2 separate regions of the Anas platyrhynchos genome follow, and region 2 is linked to region 1. Evidence: chromatin contacts called from public Hi-C data. All regions are on one chromosome and are shown on one strand. Each heading gives the region's core, a stretch centred on a gene start, on an enhancer-like site or on the middle of the called end of the contact. The rest is flanking DNA. Distances are from core to core; before and after follow the strand shown.

What was found. Hi-C and Micro-C count contacts between places; a contact is called where the count stands out from the background.
Region 2: a contact with region 1 is called in a Hi-C map of subcutaneous adipose tissue, with 1.8 times the contacts expected there. The contact joins the promoter of RAB11B here to the enhancer-like site in region 1. A contact is called at or near these places in 2 of 8 Hi-C or Micro-C datasets (skeletal muscle and subcutaneous adipose tissue).

The regions. Positions count from the first base shown.
Region 1 is chr29:3,992,347-3,996,819 of IASCAAS_PekinDuck_T2T, forward strand. MARCHF2 (membrane associated ring-CH-type finger 2) reads right to left here. Exons shown (of 5, transcript XM_027472651.3): 5 at 1-2,126. The coding sequence ends at 1,968. Among named protein-coding and RNA genes, the nearest start is that of GP1BA, 31 kb to the left of the region's middle. Within about 2 kb of position 2,440, at least 3 of the 8 cell types and tissues checked have an H3K27ac peak or open chromatin away from gene starts, as enhancers often do. A contact at or near this core is called in subcutaneous adipose tissue, where this site is marked.
Region 2 is chr29:4,040,301-4,044,773 of IASCAAS_PekinDuck_T2T, forward strand. It overlaps RAB11B (RAB11B, member RAS oncogene family), which reads right to left and starts at 2,371. Exons shown (of 5, transcript XM_027472087.3): 1 at 2,214-2,371. The coding sequence starts at 2,253.

The DNA of each region.
Region 1 (4,473 bases), core at 1,190-3,689:
AGCTGCACAGGTTTTGCTGCAGGATGTGCTGGGGTACCACTGAGCCACATGAATAACCATGGGCCAGGAGATAAAAGGAGGAAAGCAGACACAGAGCCAGCCCTGGGGTTGGAGCAATCCTATTCAGAGAGAGAGGATACTGGCCACTGCTGCTCGTGTCCACCAGGGACTTCCAGCCTAGGGTCAGGCAGAAAAAAAAACAAACCAAACCAAACAAAACAAAACAAAAAAAAAACAACCAAGGAACAGGGGCACACAAGGAAAAATATCCAGCTTTGCAGCTAGAAGGAAGCAGGAACAGCACGTGGTGCTGCCAATTCAAGAAATTACAGGCCTCAGTCTTGCAGGGCATCAACTGATCCACTTGGGATCAGGAAAGGAACTGAGGGACACGCTCTGTGACCACCCACTGCAAAGACACCCTTGGAGCCTGCCTCCTCCCTGCTTTCTACCCTCACTGCTGCGGGACCAGGAGCTGTCTCATGCTTGAGCAGCTGCACTCAGCAGAGCAGTGCCAATGCTGGCATCCTTACGGTCTGTTCTGCAAGCAGGGCTCGGGAGAGCACAGCACCAAACACAGACATTGCCTGGCACAGCAGCGAGGAGCTGGAGAGGCACGGACTAACACCAAGCTCAGGAAGAGGGAGAGACTCTGCTATGTGCTAGAGACCTGCAGCAGATTGGCCACTCTGGGGCAGAGGGGTTTGGGAGCTGGGCATGCTGGAAATGCAGGAGGATGAAGGAGGAGGGGGAAAGCCAGCCCTGCAAGGAAAGGGACCCGGAGCCTGCACGCCTCTGGGAACCAGTGAACTTGGGGTGTTTCGCCAGAGGACACATAATGGGCAGGCAGCGAGTTCAGGGATGAACCAAATGACAGCAGCTCCTCTGCTGCCAAGGAATGTGCAAATAAAGCGCACAGAGACAGCCGAGATGTCCTGCCGAGAGCTGCAGAGCATGGCCTGTCCCTGGAAGGTATGTGGATAACTGACACTACAAGAGGTCCAGCCTCAAGATTGTGTAAGGACGTCAGCAAAAACAGAGACTCCTATTCTCAGCTTTTGGGGTTGGGAAAGAGCCTTTCTGAACCCTTTAAAAGCAAAAGGCAACGGTGGGTTTAGCTAGGATGAGCCGTCATTTCCCACCCTCAGATCCTCCATCTATCTACCTTTGTCAGACAAGCCAAGAGCTGAGCGCATCTGAGTCCTGGGGATGAGCCAGGATCTGCAGGGAAAGCATTTTGTGAGATCACGTCTGCACAGGAACAGATTTTCCGCTTTTGAAACTTATTTTGAAATCCTCAAAATTACAGTACTTTACAATACAAAATGTCTCCATTCAGTATTATGTCATTTTACTCCTTCTGGGATTATAATAATTATTAAAAACACATAACTTTCTAGAAAGCACAGAAACACCACGAAAGAGACCAAAGAGTAACGGGAAAGGCTGCTGCAATATTATCAAAACCAATTTAGTGCAAAGGAGAAGGGACTTTCGAGAACGGTCAATGAAAAGTGTTCTTTATACGCTCATTTAGAGAAAAGGCATAGATTTAACCTCTGAATGAGATCAGGCTGCCAGCTTCTATACTGAAGCTTAGAACATCAACACAAAAGGACTGAAACACAATATTCATGGCCATTAAAAAATAATATTATATATAGATATATATATATATGTGAGAGATTTTCCACGTACGGTATTTAGTTATAGCAAAGTGTCCCTGCAGACAGGCGTGTTCCGCCATCTGGCTCTTTTGGGCCGTTTCACACGACAGACCTTTATCCTCTGTGTTTGCCATCGTACGAAGTACATGCCGACCGCCAAGTCCCTTCGGGTGGGACGACTGCTCCCCAGTGCTTCCATGGCTGCTGCGCTCCCTGCACGCGTGGGGGAGACCCGGCCCCTTCTGCTTCTGCTGGCCCCGGGGGGGCCGCCCTCACCCTGGCCGCGGGCGCAGCCACGGCTCAGACGGTGGTTTCGTCCGCGGTCTTCTTCAGGAGCTTGGCGGAGAGCAGGGAGTGGGGCACGGGGTGAGGGCTCCGCGAGGCCGGGATCATCAGGCGGACTTTCTGGTTGGTCCTTCGCCACTCCGAGTACAGCTGGCAGTGGTAGCGGAACGAGACCTGGTGGGCAACAAGGCTGGTTACAGGCGGAGGGCCGGGGAGACACGGAGAGCATCCACCCCGTGCAGGCTCTGCCCAATTCTTGTCCCACCAGCACCCCCTTGGACAAGGGACGCAGCCCTGACCCCAAAACAGTTTGGGGTACTCCGTCACCCAAGCCTCTAATGAGGAATAAATTAATTCGTGCTAACAGAAGATGTATAAGCTTGGCGTGGCCAAAGGAGCTTTCTGGGCAGCAGCAGGATGGGGCTGGAGGTGCCTGCAGCAGCCTGGCCCAGGGGCAGGAGCTGGCCCTGCAGTTTCGGAGCAGCCCTGCAAGGGGGAGTTTTGAGCTGCACTTCCCGCATGGGCTGCGCCTCTCGCCGTGCCCTTCTGCAATCACAAACCCCACCACAGACTTTCTCACAGCTCCTGCCAATTCCTTAGCTTTGAAATTAAATGTTTCTAGATCATTTTATTTTTTCGAGGGAGGAATAAAAGCAGCATGTATTTCCCTGCTGTCTATTTTCCTAGAAATTGTGGCAAAGAAAATTAAATACTGAATCCAGGCAGCCACTCATCAGAACCAAGCTTTCTCGTTTTGTAGAAGAAATGTGTCATTTTGCTGACAAGTAGGAAGAACCGGGAAGCAGATCGGGCAAGGAAACATCAGCACTCCCATTGCTTTTGTATAAGACTGAGACATCTGCTATGAGAGGCAGAGCTGCGCCACAGCATTGGGGTGATCCAGCCCACTGATCTGTGCTCCCCTTCTGCCTGCAGTAGAGGTACAACTGTGGGAATAAGGTCGTTTGCTTATAAACAAGAAGCAAATGGATCTTGCAGTCTTCAGAGAGCACGCAAACGAGGAGCTAAGTAATGCAAACCTCGCGGAAAGACCCTGCTCCACAGGAAGGAGCTGCAAGCTCGGCCGTGGCATCTCTTGCAATCCTCACGCTGATTACAGCACATCACCACCAACCGTGTACCAGCCCTGTGGGTCACACAGCCCGCAGTGGCACAGAGGAACTGCAGCTGCGTACAGTAAAGCTGAATAAAGGGGCTCCACTTAACATCCCTCCCTGTTCAAGGAAGTGGGAAGTGCAGCAGAAGCAGAGCAACTTGAGTCATGACGCATGATATCACTGAAAACATTTTTCCGTTTCCTCCAGATTTGGGGCAGCACCAGACTAGTCCTGGGACAGAGAAGACGGAAGCACTTCCTCTTAAAGTTTCCAATTTTAGTTTGGCTTTCTACAGAAGTGAACCTTATGCAGCCAGAGCTTTTCTTTCACAGCTCCCTGTGCATTGCTATCTCTGTGTGTTTCGACAGCAGCATGTGTCCCACCAAAGGGAAGGCTGAAGCCCCAGCTCACCCTTCCTTGGCACCAGGATCTGCATGGGATTAGTTGCAAGGAATGTCCTAACCCCAGAGAAAGCTCTGTTTCTGAGAAATCAGAGCATCAGATGGCAGGCAGGTGGGCTGGGGCATTTTTACTGACTGCAGAACTGCCATCTTCTAGGGTCCCACCGCTTCTCCCCCAGCGACTGCACCCCTTCCCTTTCCAAAACGGTGCAAGTGGCTGGAGAAGGGTACTGAGCACATGCAGGGCTGAGAGGAGGAGAGCTAAAATGAGATTCAAACCCAGAAACCCACCTGATAACAGAACGTGAAAGAACTGAACTGGGAACAGAGGGAGGGGCCCAGCTGGGAGCGCTCACAGATACGTGCTGCACCACCACCGTGTGTTTGCTTTCCTGCTATTCTGGCCCTGCTCCAAGCTGTAAGCTCCTGGCTGCCTAGTTCAGCATGTCCAGAAGGAAGTACAGCGAGGCATCTGTGGGAAGCCCTTTCCCAGCATGGAGCAGTTAAACATCCAGGCAGCACCGAGTGTGGGTTCCCACTGGTCCCCAGCGCCTCCAGCCCCAGCAGTGCAGCTGTAAAGCAGCGGTGGTGGGCCAGGGCAGGCTGGCCTCAGCTCAGGGTTCCATTCTGAAAATCTGGTGTGAGAAGTCAGAGGTCTCCCTGGGCTGGAGCATTCCTTGCACACACCCTTCCATGCTAACAATGCTTTTAAAATATTTTTGCAGGGATTTGTTCAGCTGTGGGCCACAAAGCGTGGAGGGATGTGATACCAGATTCTGAAGGGACCAAACATTTTCCAGATTTTACTTTTCTCTAAACCACGTGGGTGCCAAGATTGTGCTTCTGCTCTTTCTTGAAAATAGGAACAGGCACAGCAGCTGGAACAGCCAGCTCCAGGCCTCCCCACCCAGCCTCAGCCACGCTTGGGCCCGCCTGTGCCTGGGCACACTACACCCTGGGGAACGTGACTCCCATGTCAATCTGGAAAGGAGATCACCAGGA
Region 2 (4,473 bases), core at 1,121-3,620, 48 kb after region 1:
ACATAACGATAAAGGGGAGCCAGTTTAGCAGAGCAGCTTTGACTAAAACCACATTCGCATCCCCAGAGTACCACCAAACCTCAAATTAGGTTTGACCTCTGCGTGCTACACCCGATAAGCCAATAATGTGTGTCTTTTCTACTGCCCTACTGAAGCGGCCAGTCCTAGAGCACAAAGCGGCTGACGACACCAGTCGTCATTCTCTTGCATGAGGGAACCCTAAGAGCAGGGAGCCAGCTGCGTGGGGAAATTATTGCTACTAACTCCTTCGCTGTTTTCATCCCTGAGCAATTGTTTCTTACAGCATTTCTTACAAAGGACGCTGCCAACAAATGGGGCTCTGCCTTTTGAACTCTTCATAAAGCTGTTTAATATATTCTGTGCTCCACGGCAGAAGTCAAGCTCCTATACAAGCAGTTCCAGATCTTCCACTACATAAAAAGCTAAAAACTGGATTCAGCAGCAGCCAGCCCTAAATAATATTACAACGTGAGGATGATAATTTCTTCAAGTGCAACTGTGAAGACTGAAGTCAGATTTCCTTTGGGAACAGGAGGCTGAAGAAATGGTCAGAAATTAAAGTCGACCTTAGAGGTAAGGAAATGAAATGAATCCTTCCCAGCCAGCAACCACCCCCTCCACCACTAACCCCATCTCTGACCACCATGTGCCTACAGAGAAGAGTTCAAACCCCATCTGTGGAGCAAAGAAGGGACTAGACCAGAACTCAATCAACCCCTGGACATTGATTTTTTCATTATGTCAATTCCCCTTGATATTTAATTCCATTACAGGAGGGGCAAGGAGGGAAAAGAAGGGGAGTTGATCCTCTTCATTTTCTTATTATAGTGGAGATCGCATCCCACTTGATCTTGTTTACATTCGCCACTTCTTGTCCGGTCCTAAAAAGCCCAGAAGGAAGGAAGGAAGGAAAGACAACTAGATAGGAAAGGGGTTTTTGTGTTGTTTTGTTTTATTTTTTAACAGTAACACAACTACCCCTACCCAAGACACAGAAAAGCACAATCCTCTCCCCCACGTTTCATTAAATTAAGTGCTATAAAGTGTGCCAAGTCAATTTGCTGTATCAACACAACAGCATGGTCCCTGCCCAAATAGCTTTAGGTTGTGTCACTCCCGATAAAATTAAAATCACATTTCAAAGCAGCAGAAGTGTTCCTCAGGATGAATACAGCTCTGCCTACCTAATTGACTAGTCACAGAAAGAAACAAGAAACTCAGTTTTTAGGCTTTCAAGTTCCCAGCTATTAAACCACTTGGGAAATAGACGATGGAATGACTTCAGAAAGAAACTAGTTTCAGACCCAGACAGTTTAGCATATTTTCCGAGGCTAGACCTCTGCTTTATGTTCTCCTCTAACTCTACCTATAGGGGCTCTTCCCTCCTGCCATCCTGAAGCCTGTCAAACAAAGGCACTACATAGCCACAGCCACCCAGAAATCATTTCCAGCGTGTGAGTAACCGCTCGTTCCTTTCCTCAACCAGCGAATGGAGCCTTGCTGCTGCCCTTGCCAGGGGTCACGGCCACAAAGCAAGCACCAACATCCAGCTCCGGGGGAATTTTTCGGTGACTGCGTATGGAGAAACCCCCAGCCCCAAGGCCACCCAGCGACGGCAACCTCGGAGAGGGGCAGCTCTGCGGGTGAACCCACGGATGTCAGCAGCAGGAGACCACGGGATCAAAGAATCGTCTGGGCTGGAAGAAAACCCCACGATCACCTGGCGCAACCCAAACCACAACAGGTTGGGGAGCACGAGGCCGCTCAGCCCAGCTGCTCCTCTCCTGGGCTGCCCCAGCTCAGCCCCAGCACCTGGGCACAACACCGGCCCCAAACACTCACAGAGGCGACCCCCAGAGAGGGCCCAAGGCGAGGAGAACAAGCCGGGGGCTGCCCCCACACGACGCCGACCCCCGGGGGACCCCCTCAGGCAGCGGCTCCGAGGGCCGGGGGGCGCCGTGAGGCAGCAGCGAGCGGTGCCCGAGCTCCCTCAGCACCGGGACAGGCCCTGAGGGGGGATTTGGGGGGGGGGGGGGGGGGGGGGCGGCGCCTCAGCGGCACCCTCAGGGCGCCGAGGCCTCGACCCCGCGGGCCTCAGGGTGGGCCCGGGGGGCCTCGGGGTGGGCCCGGGGGGGGGCTCGGGGGGGGCTCGCGGCCCGGCCCCGCTCACAAAGGAGGCGGCGGGGCGGTACCTTTGAAGAGGTAGTCGTACTCGTCGTCGCGGGTGCCCATGGCGATGGCGGCGCCGACCCCTCAGGCTGCCAGGCACCGAGCGCGGCCCAGCCGGGTGGGAGGAGGAGGAGGAGGAGGAGGAGGGTGTGGGGGGGGCCGCTCCTCACAGGCCGCAGCCTATCAGCGGCCGCCACAGCCCGCAGGAGGCGGGCGTTACGCCGGCCCTGTGGGTTTTGTCCAATAGGCGATCGGAAAGACGTTGAGTGGCGGGTGGGGGAGTCCAATGGGGAGGGGGGAGGTGGGGAGGGGAGGTGCTTGGCGGGCTGAGCCGGGACCCGGGGATGAGAGGGGAGGGGGCAGGGAGGGGCCGGGGAGGAGAGGGGGCGGGGGGAGAGGGGGCGGGGCCTGGGGGAGGGTGGGCGGGGTCTGAGCGAGGATGGGTGGGGCTTGAGAAAGAGTGGGCGGGGCTTCTGTTGGGGGTGGTGTCTGATTGGGCGGGGCTTGAGGGGGCGGGGCTTGAGGGGCGGGGCTTGGCGGGGCTGCGCAGCGCGGAGCTCAGTCCGCACGGCGGCGGCGTGGGGGGAGGATCGGGGGGACGGGGCGGGACCGGGGGGGACCGGGGGTGCCACCCACCGCCTGGGCCCCCCTCACCTCGGTGCATGACGTGGGGGTGCCTGTTCACCCCCCCCAGGCCGTGTGGCTCTGGGGTGCCCCCGACTTGTCCCAGACCTCAGAGCCCCCCAGGCCCGCAGGAGCAAGGTTTTGGGGGTCCCGGTGCCTGCTGGTAGCGTGTGGGAGCCTGTGAGCAGGCAGCACCCGGCCTAACAGCTTATCAGCCAGCTCCTGCTCAGTGAAAATTATTATTCTTTTTTATGAACAGTAGTCTGAAAATGAGGTGAGAAACGGAGCGCGTTGCAATCACACATTGCGGTCCCGCTGCCGTGCTGGGGAATTGTGTGTGGGCATCGCATAAAAGGCAACGGAAGCAGCTGGGGAGGAAAGCCATAAACGCATGGACGTGTGGGGCTCTGGGGGAGATGCTATCGCCTGACCCGGCACAGGTTCAGGCAAATTGCTCCTCTCCGACAGAGATTTCTGAGGAAGCAGGGAGGAAGTCTCTTTTCACCTTTTCTTTGCACTCTTTGCTTCTCAGCGCTCACAGAACACACGGTGTAGGGCATCAGGCTTTTAATCTGTGCAGAAGGGAGTTTTATCAACCAGGACTGCAGGAAGGCATTATCAGCGTCTCTCGTTTGTGATATTCATCCTCCCGCAGGACCGCAGCCAATGGCCCTGCTGTGCAGTGACTCGAGCACTCCCAGGATATCGAGCATCCAACTGCCGAACAGCTAAATGCTATCGAGAGAAGCGGGGCTGTGATATGTCAGCTGCAGGAGCCCCTGGGGACGGGAATTACCCTGGGATGCCCTAAGGAAAACGTCTCCCACACCTCCCTTAGCCCTGGTGAGATAAAACATCTCATTTTCATTATCACAAGCAGCTTAATTAGTTCTGAACTGAGTACTGGGGGGGATTTAAGAGGAAAAAGCAAAGTTATTTCCTACTGGTTGGGATCCAAATCCCTTTCTTCTCCCCCTGCCTGGGAAATGCTGCCTTAAGTTTTGAAGAGAGTGTCCTAGGACGTGTGCGTGCGGAGCTTTGATGCTGGCTGCAGGCAGTGAGATGATGTCCGGGCAGGAGGAGGATCAGAGCCCTGAGGTCCAGGGCGATGCCGAGCTATGCGTGAGCCCCAAGCCCCCGTTGTCAGCCCTCAGGAGTCCCCCAGGCTCGTGGCGGGTTTTGTGCTGGGGAATTGGCTTTGTGTCACCAAGACCAGCCACGTGTCACCAGCTGCTGCTGGAGCAACGTGTCTGCAGACACTTTCTGAGAATCCCACATCTAGAATTGATCATAGTCCATTGAGCCCCTGGCCGCAGATGTCCTACAAACCCCAAGCATTTTTACTACAATATACCAGGTGCAAACCCTTGACAGCAGACACGCCGATGGCATCGGCTTCTTGTTTTTTCCGTGGGTGCCAGAGAGCCTGTCTGGGGCTGCCTGGGCTGTGCCAGGAGGGGAGAACCACAAAGAACTCGGGCCGTGTTATTCATCAGCTGTTTCTTGGACTTGCCCCAGATTTTGGCCTCGAGCACCACTTTGCCAATTTGCCTTTTTCATTTTGTTGTGCTGCTCTGTGAGACCGCACCCCACAGCCTGCTTGGTTGGAGAGGGCTCAGTGTGCTGCCCCCAACTGCCCTCCTCCCAATTTTCGCTGCC